Regions from separate parts of the Rattus norvegicus genome. Here all the other regions are linked to region 1. A link is a contact called in public Hi-C and HiChIP or PLAC-seq data. All regions are on one chromosome and are shown on one strand. Each heading gives the region's core, a stretch centred on a gene start, on an enhancer-like site or on the middle of the called end of the contact. The rest is flanking DNA. Distances are from core to core; before and after follow the strand shown. Region 1 holds the start of Lrrtm2 (leucine rich repeat transmembrane neuronal 2). Region 2 holds the start of Hspa9 (heat shock protein family A (Hsp70) member 9). Region 3 has its middle 24 kb from the start of Sil1.

Evidence for each region. Hi-C and Micro-C count contacts between places; a contact is called where the count stands out from the background. HiChIP or PLAC-seq counts read pairs in DNA pulled down with a chosen protein or histone mark.
Region 2: a contact with region 1 is called in an H3K27ac HiChIP or PLAC-seq map of oligodendrocytes, with 4 times the contacts expected there. The contact joins the promoter of Hspa9 here to the promoter of Lrrtm2 in region 1. A contact is called at or near these places in 1 of 12 Hi-C or Micro-C datasets (frontal cortex) and 1 of 1 datasets of contacts at active chromatin or transcription factors (oligodendrocytes).
Region 3: a Hi-C map of frontal cortex shows a contact between it and region 1, with 2.5 times the contacts expected there. The contact joins the enhancer-like site here to the promoter of Lrrtm2 in region 1. A contact is called at or near these places in 1 of 12 Hi-C or Micro-C datasets (frontal cortex) and 1 of 1 datasets of contacts at active chromatin or transcription factors (oligodendrocytes).

What each region holds. Positions count from the first base shown.
Region 1 is chr18:27,094,896-27,098,436 of GRCr8, forward strand. It overlaps Lrrtm2 (leucine rich repeat transmembrane neuronal 2), which reads right to left and starts at 2,072. Exons shown (of 2, transcript NM_001109469.1): 1 at 1,675-2,072; 2 at 1-1,340. The coding sequence starts at 1,678. The region is part of intron 7 of Ctnna1 (catenin alpha 1); the gene reads left to right.
Region 2 is chr18:26,826,403-26,829,726 of GRCr8, forward strand. Hspa9 (heat shock protein family A (Hsp70) member 9) reads right to left here and starts at 1,996. Exons shown (of 17, transcript NM_001100658.2): 1 at 1,813-1,996; 2 at 344-402; 3 at 43-130. The coding sequence starts at 1,893.
Region 3 is chr18:27,401,116-27,404,249 of GRCr8, forward strand. No RefSeq gene overlaps it. Among named protein-coding and RNA genes, the nearest start is that of Sil1, 24 kb to the left of the region's middle. Within about 2 kb of position 1,781, at least 5 of the 93 cell types and tissues checked have an H3K27ac peak or open chromatin away from gene starts, as enhancers often do.

The sequences.
Region 1 (3,541 bases), core at 822-3,321:
AGGGCAGCACTTCCTGGAAATGAACACTATAAAAATAATAAAAAAGAAAGAAAACAATAAAGCCATTGTTCCTGTAATTACTCGCTGAGTAAAGATGGCATTGTCTGGTTCAGGAAAGTGTTCCTCTGTAGTAACTGCTATGCCTGCAGTAGTTGGAATTTCTTTGTCTCCTACATGGTAACTTGATGAGCTTATTTTTGTATATTCAGTGGTTGGATCTCTATAAGTTGTAGCCATGGCAGTGACAGTGGTTGATAAATTCCAGCAGAGCTGAAAGCCGTGGACTGCATCTAGAATATCCTCTCCTTGGGTGTGGTCAGGGCTGTGGCATAGGATGGAATGCTCCCACCGACCTTGGAAACTGCCCAGCCAGGAGGCAAGAGCACAGACTCTGGGGCTGCATTCCCACAGATTGCCAGAGAGGCCAACGGTTGTGAGGGATCTCAGGGAGCTTAAGATTTTGGAATCAAGACTATTTAACTTGTTGTTATCCATGAGAAGTATTTTAAGATTAGGCATGGTCTCGAACACTGTCAAGTCGATGGCTTTGATTTCATTTCCAGTTAGGTCTAGCTTTTCTAAAGTGCTCCAGGTCCACTCCATCCCACACGTCAAGTTGCTGATTTTGTTCCATTGTAAGAAGAGTGTGTGCAGACTGCTTAGCCGAAGGAAATGAGCAAAATTAATCTTTGTCAGCTGATTGTGCTCTAGATGAAGCTCCCTCAGTTTGATTAATCCTGCAAATCCATTGCGAGCCAAACTTCGCAAACGGTTTGTGCTCAAATCCAGAAACTCTAGACTACGACAGTCCCAGAACAGGCGAACTGGGATAGTCCGCAGGGAGTTGGAACGCAGATGCAAGGTCTGCAGCTTCCGAAGGCCATAGAAGAGCTCAGGGTGCAGAGATGACAGCTGATTAAAAGAGAGGTCCAAATTCTGCAGATTAATCAGTTGGGTAAAAGTTGTGTTTGGCAAGTAAAATATTTTGTTGGAACTTAAGATTAACTCCTTTAGTTTATATAGTCCTTGGAAAGCATCTTCTTTTACTGTTGAAATTTGATTGTGATCTAAGTGGAGCCAGGTGAGTTGACTGAAGCTGGCAAATTGATCTCTTTCAAGCGCTGTGATGTGATTGTGCCTCAGGGACAGGCCCAGAGAACCCTTGTCTGTGGCGTTTGGCACTGAGTGGAAGCCCTGAGAGTCGCAGTAGAATAGCAGCTTCTCACAGCGGCATTTAGGTGGACACGCCATACCCAGGGCAGGCAGCATTTTTAATACCACACTCATTGCATATATTGCTGCCAGCATAGGGGCCCCTAATGGCCACTTGAAATGTAAGCCTGCAGAATATAATTTAAGGAAAACAAGAAGATAGGATATGTTTCAGCAGAATACAGGCGCTGTTAAAAACAACATCATAATGAAAGATTTCACTGCATATAACATTTTTGATTTACTGCAGAAAATTAACCTTGTTTGTAGACTGAAACACAACTTAAACCATGTATAAGAGAGATTAAAACATGTCCCTTTAAAAAATGTTATATCCATTTACATAAATCTTAAAATCCCGAACCAAATGATTTGCATCATAAAACGGGAATTCACTGGCTTATATTTATAAAAGCGTGATTCCTCTTTGACTGAACAAGCCATAGAAATGCAGGGACTTACCCATTCTTCTGAGCACATTGGAGGCTGCATTCAGTCGAGGTTGTCAGGCTCCGCGCAGTGAGTCTGTAAAAGGCTTAACATGCAGGAGCCTTGACCAGTTTCCTGCTTTCTGCGTCCCGAGCGTTTCAAGTAAGATTCAAGTCTATTAGGGAGAATTGGCTTTTCCTTAGGATATTCCTCTGGAAAGCATTGGTGTCATTTTCTTCGTGCTCTGATCCCCTAATCAGCTTTGACTATAAGTTAATAATTTCCTCCCCCTGATTACCGCCGATCACCAGAGCTTCAGGCTTTCCTTCCCGCAGCTGTTAGTTCTCTCGGTCTTAACTTGTTGATGGCAGATGGGCGGCTTGTTGCAGAGAAGAGCTTCTGGAGCAGCATGAGTGCATTTACTGAAAAGCTTTCCGAGAAACGGCACAAGAATGGGTTTGCTTATGTGCTGCAACCACACAGAACTGTATATAGGCTGACGTCACCCAGTGACGTGTCTTTTGTTTGGGTTTTCCAGAAGCTTTACTGTTAAAAAGCACTGTGCTTTGTAACGGTGTCAGGGTCGTTACAAGACCCCCTGTTTACAATAAATTGAGAAAGAAGAACTCCTGATTTGAGAATTTGGTATTCCTTCAGTGTAGGAAGCAACAATGAGGTTGTAATAAATGCTGCATTCAAGAAGACCCGTCTGAACAGTGAGTTGGACTAGCAGAGTGATGATTTTTAATGCATGTGAGAGCTAGTGTTAGACTGCCGATTCTGCATAGAGACCATCTAAATGGGCACGATTGATTTATGAAGTGCTGATTTAATGCCAGCCTATGCAAGGTACGCCTCTGCTCTGGTGGTTTGGAAAGCTGCTCAATTGCCTTGTTGTCATGCTTGGTAAAAAGCAAAGTGTGACTGACTGTGTTGGTAAACTAAGTGGGTTTAGTTACTTTGTCATTAAGAACTTAACATTATAAAGCACAACAAAGAGGAATAGCTTCCAAAAGAAACAATTTTGGCTTTTTTCCCCCTCCATTGAGAATTTCAAGGGAATTCTAATCCTTTTCTGCTTATTATATAACAATGTTTTATTACCACACTGATTGGAAAACAGTGCTGAGTTGATCTTTGGATGTCCTACCAGAGGAGAGGAGCAGGCTCTGATTTTTATACACGTGACCCAGATGTTAACAGTGGAACAGAGACAATTTTGAACAAGTATTGCAGTGTGCCTGATTCTGACAGTTTTCAGGATTTCTACTTCAGCATCTCACCTATTCCTTAGCTTAAAGCCATAGTTACTGTTGAGATTTGGGTGTTGTAACATCAAAATAGCATTTGCATACCATCTCTTACTGGTACATTTATGAACTGACTTTGAATCTCATATCGGCTCTTGTTGAATTCTTCTCATGAATATGGAAAGACATTAATATTGGAGTCGGATTTTGTTTTGGTTGTTTTTGCTTGACAATTCTTGCTTCTCCCTGTTAGATAACTTCTCAGACATGAATGTTTATGGTTAGTGTTATATAAATGCAGAAGATGTGTCTAGCATGAATCAGGGCTTTATTTTCAAGCCAGGCTAAGGATCTGCCTTTTATAAACATACTTGTCTCGTGAACTGGCTGCATGAACTTATTTTCCCCATACTATTACCACTTACTGTCAGTGAGTCTGGTTTCAAATCTGAGAGCAGAACTCTGAAAGCTATTGAGGATATCTGTGAAACAGGCATATCACTGGCCTGTGATGATCTGAGGATTTCATTCCACTGGTGACTTCTAAGACATCATTATAGAAAGAAATACAATTTCTGCACTAGAATATGGCAACTCTGATAATGACTAGAAGTCTCTAAGGTCCTTTAGAGTCATGCATAAAGATTTTC
Region 2 (3,324 bases), core at 746-3,245, 270 kb before region 1:
TACTAGATATCTAAATGACCCCGGGCTTCAATTTATTCTCACCTTGGCTTGTTTGCCCTCCATAACAGCCACACAGGAGTTAGTAGTACCCAAATCAATTCCAACAACTGCACCCTTGATTGCTTCTGACCTGTAAGAAATGAAACACCATGGTCATCTTAACAATGATCTCCAATGTCAGGAAGAACTGTTTTATGTTGGTGTTAACAGTGGCACACTAAATCAACTACAAATACAAACGAATAGTTAGCGATAAAGAGGAATAGTTCCATGTTAACAAATACACCCATCATAGCTGAGGTTCAATGTGTGTTTTTCTCAGAGAGAGTGAGGTTATACTTACGCATAATCCCTTCTTGAAACAAATCTAAAAGCCTCATGACTAAGGCCATTCCAGCCATCCTGGGGAGAAAAAATATTGCATCAGCCACCAACTACAAAGACTCTTGTTTTTTTTCCAATTATTCTGAAAAAACTCATGCAACTTTTAGTCCTTAGTATGTAAAATACATAGATTACAGATCACATATCTACAAGTTTTCCAGACTTGTCTGGTAAAATTAAGCGTACATAAAATTGTCTTGAATTGCCACCACTAAAGAAAAAAAAAATTACATTGCAATGGATGTACAACTTTGACATTATTTATCTTGTACCAGTATCTGCTGTGACAAACTGTGATGCTTAGAAGCAACTCTGGCCTTTACCAACAAGCCCCCCATAAATTGTCACTCAATTTAGGACAACCTGGAAGTGGGCAGAAGTGCCTTGCTCGAACACAAACTCCCGTGAGGGGAGGGGGGAGGGGGAGGGGGGAGGGAGGGAGAGAGACACTGAGACTGTGTGCGAGAACCACTTTTGCTGAACACCTGATTAAGGAGACACCAAAAATTTCAAAATTCAGTTGACTGGCCTAATGGCAAATGCCTTTATTCCTAAAACCTCAAAGCCAGAGACAGGCCTGGTCTAGAACAGCTAGGGCTACACAGTGAGACCCTGTCTCAAAATAAACTCACAACCCTGTACACCTCACTTCAATAACGTGTGCACTGCAAGTAGAGATTTAAAGTTCTCAGATACATTTCCACTGGCCTGGTCAAACAATTATTTTGGAGAGTTTCAGGTCTCAATCTCCAAAGACGTACTTTTTCTTATTTCAGATCAAAATCTTTTTTCTACTTGTTATTATAAATCACAAGTAAATCGAAGGAAAAAAACCTCTCTATCTTTGGAGCTGGGTGTGCTCGCCTTCAATCTCAGCCCTCGTGGGGAAGAGACAGGCGCGGGGATGTGGGGGTGTCTCTGTGAAGCCCACAAAGTTAATTCCCGGGCAGACAGGTCTACAAAGAAACCCTTTCTCAAAAATATAAAGTGAAAAGTCAAAGAATGGAGTTGGAATGTTGGAATTTAATTTTCAGTTCCTAATGTGGATACCCCCCACTTCTTCACAGCAGCGACATTCTTGAATATTTACAGCAGAGAAACTGTCCATCAACCCTCAACAGTCTAGCGTACATAGTTCTGCGTTTCCAGTAAACTATACCTACTGTCTAAGACCAAGCACATCCAATGTGCTACAGGTTAGAGGGCCACTACGTCGTGAATTATTGGGGTAAAGACTTCAGAACGCCAAGGATTGTGACTCAGCATAGCTCGAGGCTAAAGCCCTCAAAGAAGGCCAACAAAGACTATCGAAGGTCCGTTACCTTCCTACGCTCCGGATTTCTCCTAGAGTCTGACCCCGAAGGGCAAGGCCTGCCTTACTCGAGTCGGGGCCTGGAGCCCCTACCGGAAGGCATGGCAGCTCCTCACCTGGTGACGGGCGGCGGCGGGACTCCGGGACGCTGTGGTGCCCACGAGACGCGCGGCCGCGGCTCTGCTGGCGCTTATCATGGCGGCTGGACAGAGGGCTACGAGGGCAAGAACAAACACCCCACAGACCCGGAGCTGCGTGCACGGCGGTGGCTACGCTTCTGGAACCCTCCAACCACGTGGGGTGGGGGGGCGGGGGCTGGCCGCTGCAGCAATGAAGCCCGCTGTTCTGCTGAGGCACCTAGCGTAGTGCCTGACCAGAAACTTCCTGTTTGCTGCTCCCGGAATCGGCGCACGCCGCGAGCACGCTCCTCAGAATGATCGTTGAAAATTTCCGTTCTTTCATCACGGCTTCTGGGGCTGTGGGAACAGTGAGAAGGGAGCGGGAGAAGAGAGACGTACAGGCATTACTTCAGACAGCCCCGGTCCTTGAGGCAGGAAAGACTCAAGGTCACACGGGATAAATTACGAACCGATTACAGTCTCCTTGCGTCAGTTGCGCAGAAGGAGGGGCCTCCTGCGCCTGCGTCGTCGGCTCCGGATGAAGCCCTGTAGCGCATGTGTAAGGGGCGTGGAGGAAACGGGTTAGGACTTAACTGTAGCGTTTATTGGATACTCCAGTGCACGCGAATTTACTGGAGAGTACCGGGGGCGCGAGCTCGCGCGCTCACTGGTAGGCGCGTGGGAGTTTTTCCCGAGGCCGCTACTTGCAGCGGGCGCCATCTTGTCCTCAGGCGTTGATAAGGGGACCTTTGTTCTCACCGTTTATTCATAGCTTCAAGTATGCACACCTGTATATGCGCGGTCTTATGGGATCTGATGTCCTCTTCTGGTATGTCTGAAGACAGCTACAGTGTACTCACATGCACAAAATAAATAAATCTTAAAAAAAAAAAAGACTGTCTTGAGAAGGATGAGGGCTCTTACGTGAGCTCTTAAGGTTTGCTGGGCCAGAGGCGACTCTTTTTCAAACCTTGCACTTGCCAGGTGTTAGTTATACTGTGACTTTTTTTTTTTTTTTTAAGACAAGGTTTCAGACGGGGTGTAAATGGCTGGGCATGGGGAGAGTCTCTCTATATGGCCCTGGCTGTCACAGAACTAGCTATATAGACCGGGCTGGCCTTGATCCCCCGCCAGTCTATCCCCGGAGTGCTGGAATTAAAGGCTGCACCACCCCACCCAACCCCAGTGTTTTACTAGCCTTAGCTATGTGGTGGTTTTGTAGCTTTTGTTGTCCTCAAACTCAAGGCTGACCCTTTCGAATGCCTGGATTACAGATGTGAGGTGTGTCTGTCCAGAGACTTTCAGGGACAAAACCTGAACAAATGTTGTGTCAAGTTTTTCTCGATGGTGGTAAAAACAGTTCAGTGATTCAAAGACAGTGAAATAGAACTTGGTTTTGGAGGTAAGCAGTTTGATATAAATAGAAAATAGTTGGGTAGGAAGTGGTTGTACAGTTCTGTGATTCCAGCGGCCATCTTTGATTTCATCACTCGTTCCAGGCCAATGGGC
Region 3 (3,134 bases), core at 531-3,030, 310 kb after region 1:
CTCCTCCTCCTCTTCTTTCCTCTCCCTGCTCCTTCCTCTTTGGGGTGTCCCAGTGAAGATGGAGGATGCTCTGGTTTGAATGTTTGTTTCCTCCAAAGTTCATGGAATCTAATACTGTTGTGATATTCCTGAGAGACAGGATGTTTCTGAAGTATTTAGAGGCTAAGCATAGGGGAGCACATCTATAACCCCAGTACTGGGGAGGCCAAGGCAGAAAAAGTATGAGCAGAAACCATTATTATAGCTAAGATGTATGATTGCTGTATTTTAAAATAATCTTCTATTGTTATTATTATTACTATTATTATTATGTCTCACTCTGAAATGCTGAATAACTTGGAATTCATTATGTAGACCAGGATAGCCAAGAACCTTCTGAAATTCTCTTGCCTCTGTGTCCCAAGTGCTGGGATTATAGGTGTGCATTACTATGCCCAGTTTTATGTAGTCCTGGGGATTGATCCCAGGGCTTCGTGCACGCTATGCAAGCACTCTACCAACAGCAATATCCCAGGCCCCAGCATTCTTACGACAATAAAAATGTGGGTACTTTGCTCCAAACTTCATCTCTGCCACCTGTTGACTCCGTGTCTTAGGAACTTATGGGCCCTAGTTTTCTTATTTGTGAAATGAGCATTAGGTCATTACAAGTATGAAGTTCATTACAAATATGGGTAAAGAACGTAGCCTGTAGCAAGTATTTAGCAAATGCAAAACATAAAGAAGAGTTAGAAAACAGCAGTTAAAGAAGAGAACTGAGGGGCTGGAGAGATGGCTCAGTGGTTAAGAGCCCCGACTGCTCTTCCAGAGGTCCTGAGTTCAATTCCCAGCAACCACATGGTGGCTCACAACCATCTATAAAGAAATCTGATGCCCTCTTCTGGTGTATCTGAAGACAGCTACAGTATACTTATATATAATAAATGAATAAATCTTTAAAAAAAAAAAAAAGAAGAGAACTGAGTCAGGTGGAGGTGACTCACACCTTTAATCCCTCCCAGCACTCCTCCCAGCACTCCTCCCAGCACTCAGGGGGCAGAGGCAGGTGAATCTCTAAGTTTGAGGCTAGCCTGGTCTACAGAGTGAGTTCCGGGATAGCTAGGGCTACATAGAGAAACCCTGTCTTGGAAAAAGAGGGAGGAAGAAGAGGAGGAAGAGGAGGAGGAGGAGGAAGAGGAAGAGGCAAGTTGAAAGAAGAACCAAGTGTTTGATGACAGCCTGGGCTAAATAACAAAGCACCAAAAGGCACCCTCTTGATAGTGTGGTGATAGCATAACCCTGCTTGGCCACATAGAAAGTTTGAAGTCTGGGCTTTAGGAGACACTGTCTAAGAAAGAGGAAAGGGAGAAGGAGGGGAGAGAAAAGGAAATGGGAGAGAGGGAGGGAGGGAAGGAAGAAGGGAAGGTGTGTTGGGTGGGACAGAGAGAGACAGAGAGACACTAACTCAATTTACCACAACTGTACAGAAGGATCAAGCATTCATAGGGGGAAAAATCCTCCCAAATGAGCCAATAGACTCAACAAAATCATGGATAAGATGTTCAGAGTCAAAGAAAAAGACTATAAGTGGAAGGAGACTTTGAGTGGCTAGATGGACAGGGAGGTGTGGACTCTGGCCCCCTCCCCTACCGTAGATGATTAAAAGGATATGAAGCTCCCTCATCTGGAGAAAACTGGGCAAACAGGGGCAGAAGTCTGAAAGAGCAGCTGTAGGAGGGTACCGCCTGTCCTCTGTGGACTCTGAGCTGTCACTCACAGTGACAGGCAGGACCTGTTCCTGGTGCACAGTAAGGAAACTGAGCCTTGGAAGCTCCTCCTTGCTCCCCTCAGGCCCGCCCAGCCCACCGGTTGCCCCTGAGCTCTTGATCTCCCTCCCACCAGACCTCTTTTGGGGAACAGAACCCGTTGCTCTGGGGGCAGAGCATGCCGCCTTCATCACTCCTCCCTCTAGTGACTCATTCCCAAGACTGGGGGTGGCAGGAAGTGCCAGGGCCAGAGAACTGCAGCCCCATCCGGCTGGCAGCTTAGAGACATCCTATACTCTTCCCTCCTCCCTCCCCCGCCACCTCCCTCACTTCCAGCTCTGACTCTTGACATTTCTAAGTAAGAGACACCCACCTCCCCCAAAAACTCTTCTTGCCTTTCTATTGCCTCCTCCAGAACTTCAAGTGCATCCCCCAAAGGACTGCTGGGTTGAAACAGCCTCATCCCAAGAGAACCAGGCACAACTCAGACCTACAGCCCTTTTCTGGGGAAGGGCGCGAGGTCTTGAAGGGGATGGCTCCTGATCTAGAAAGCACTCTGGCACTTCAAACGACAAAGTTATTTTCCTACATGCTCAGCTCTTCACATGCCCTGTCTCATTTATCCTCGCATCAACCCTAGGAAGCAGACACTGTTTCGCTGGAGAGCTGCAAATGAGAACTAACTTCAGGAGGTAAAGCTGGGGCTCAAACCCACACCTTTCCTCCGACACGTAAATAACAAGGCTCTCCTACCAGCCTTGTTACAGGACAATGTAAGCCCTTTGGAGAACAACCTTTGAGCAATTGTGGGTAGCCTGTGTCATCCTCAGGCTTCAGTGCTGCTGCTCCGGGACTGCGGGGAAGGGGTTCCGACTAACTGCTCCCCTGCTTCAGACAGACCCATCCCACCCTCCACTCCAGTGAGCTGGAAATGGTAAGAGCTGCTCAGAGAATTTCCAGCCCCCTTAATCTTCCTATTAAACCTACAGGACAAGCAAACATCTGGGGTGCTTAGGGACTACCTACCTAAAAATAGGACAGAGAGGAGAGAGCCTTGCTTATAGATAAAGACAGCAAAAGGAAGCTACAGACACACAAGCCTAGGGTTAGCTCTGGGTTGGAGACAGAGCTGACATCTGTCAAACCAGGAGCACAGAGATGGCTCACATGACAGCAGAAATAATAATACCCTTGATTTATGTAGATAATTTTTCAGGCACTCCACAAACATTCGGTCCTCTAGATGACCTCCTAGGACCCAGGAAAGCAGAAAGCATCTTTTATTAGCTGCCACGACCTGCCAAAATGTACCCTAAGAGCAGGCAAGGTAATGAGCGAGTTAAGCAGATTGATAGTTTTTACAGCGGCTCTGTCTTCAGGCTCCTTAGA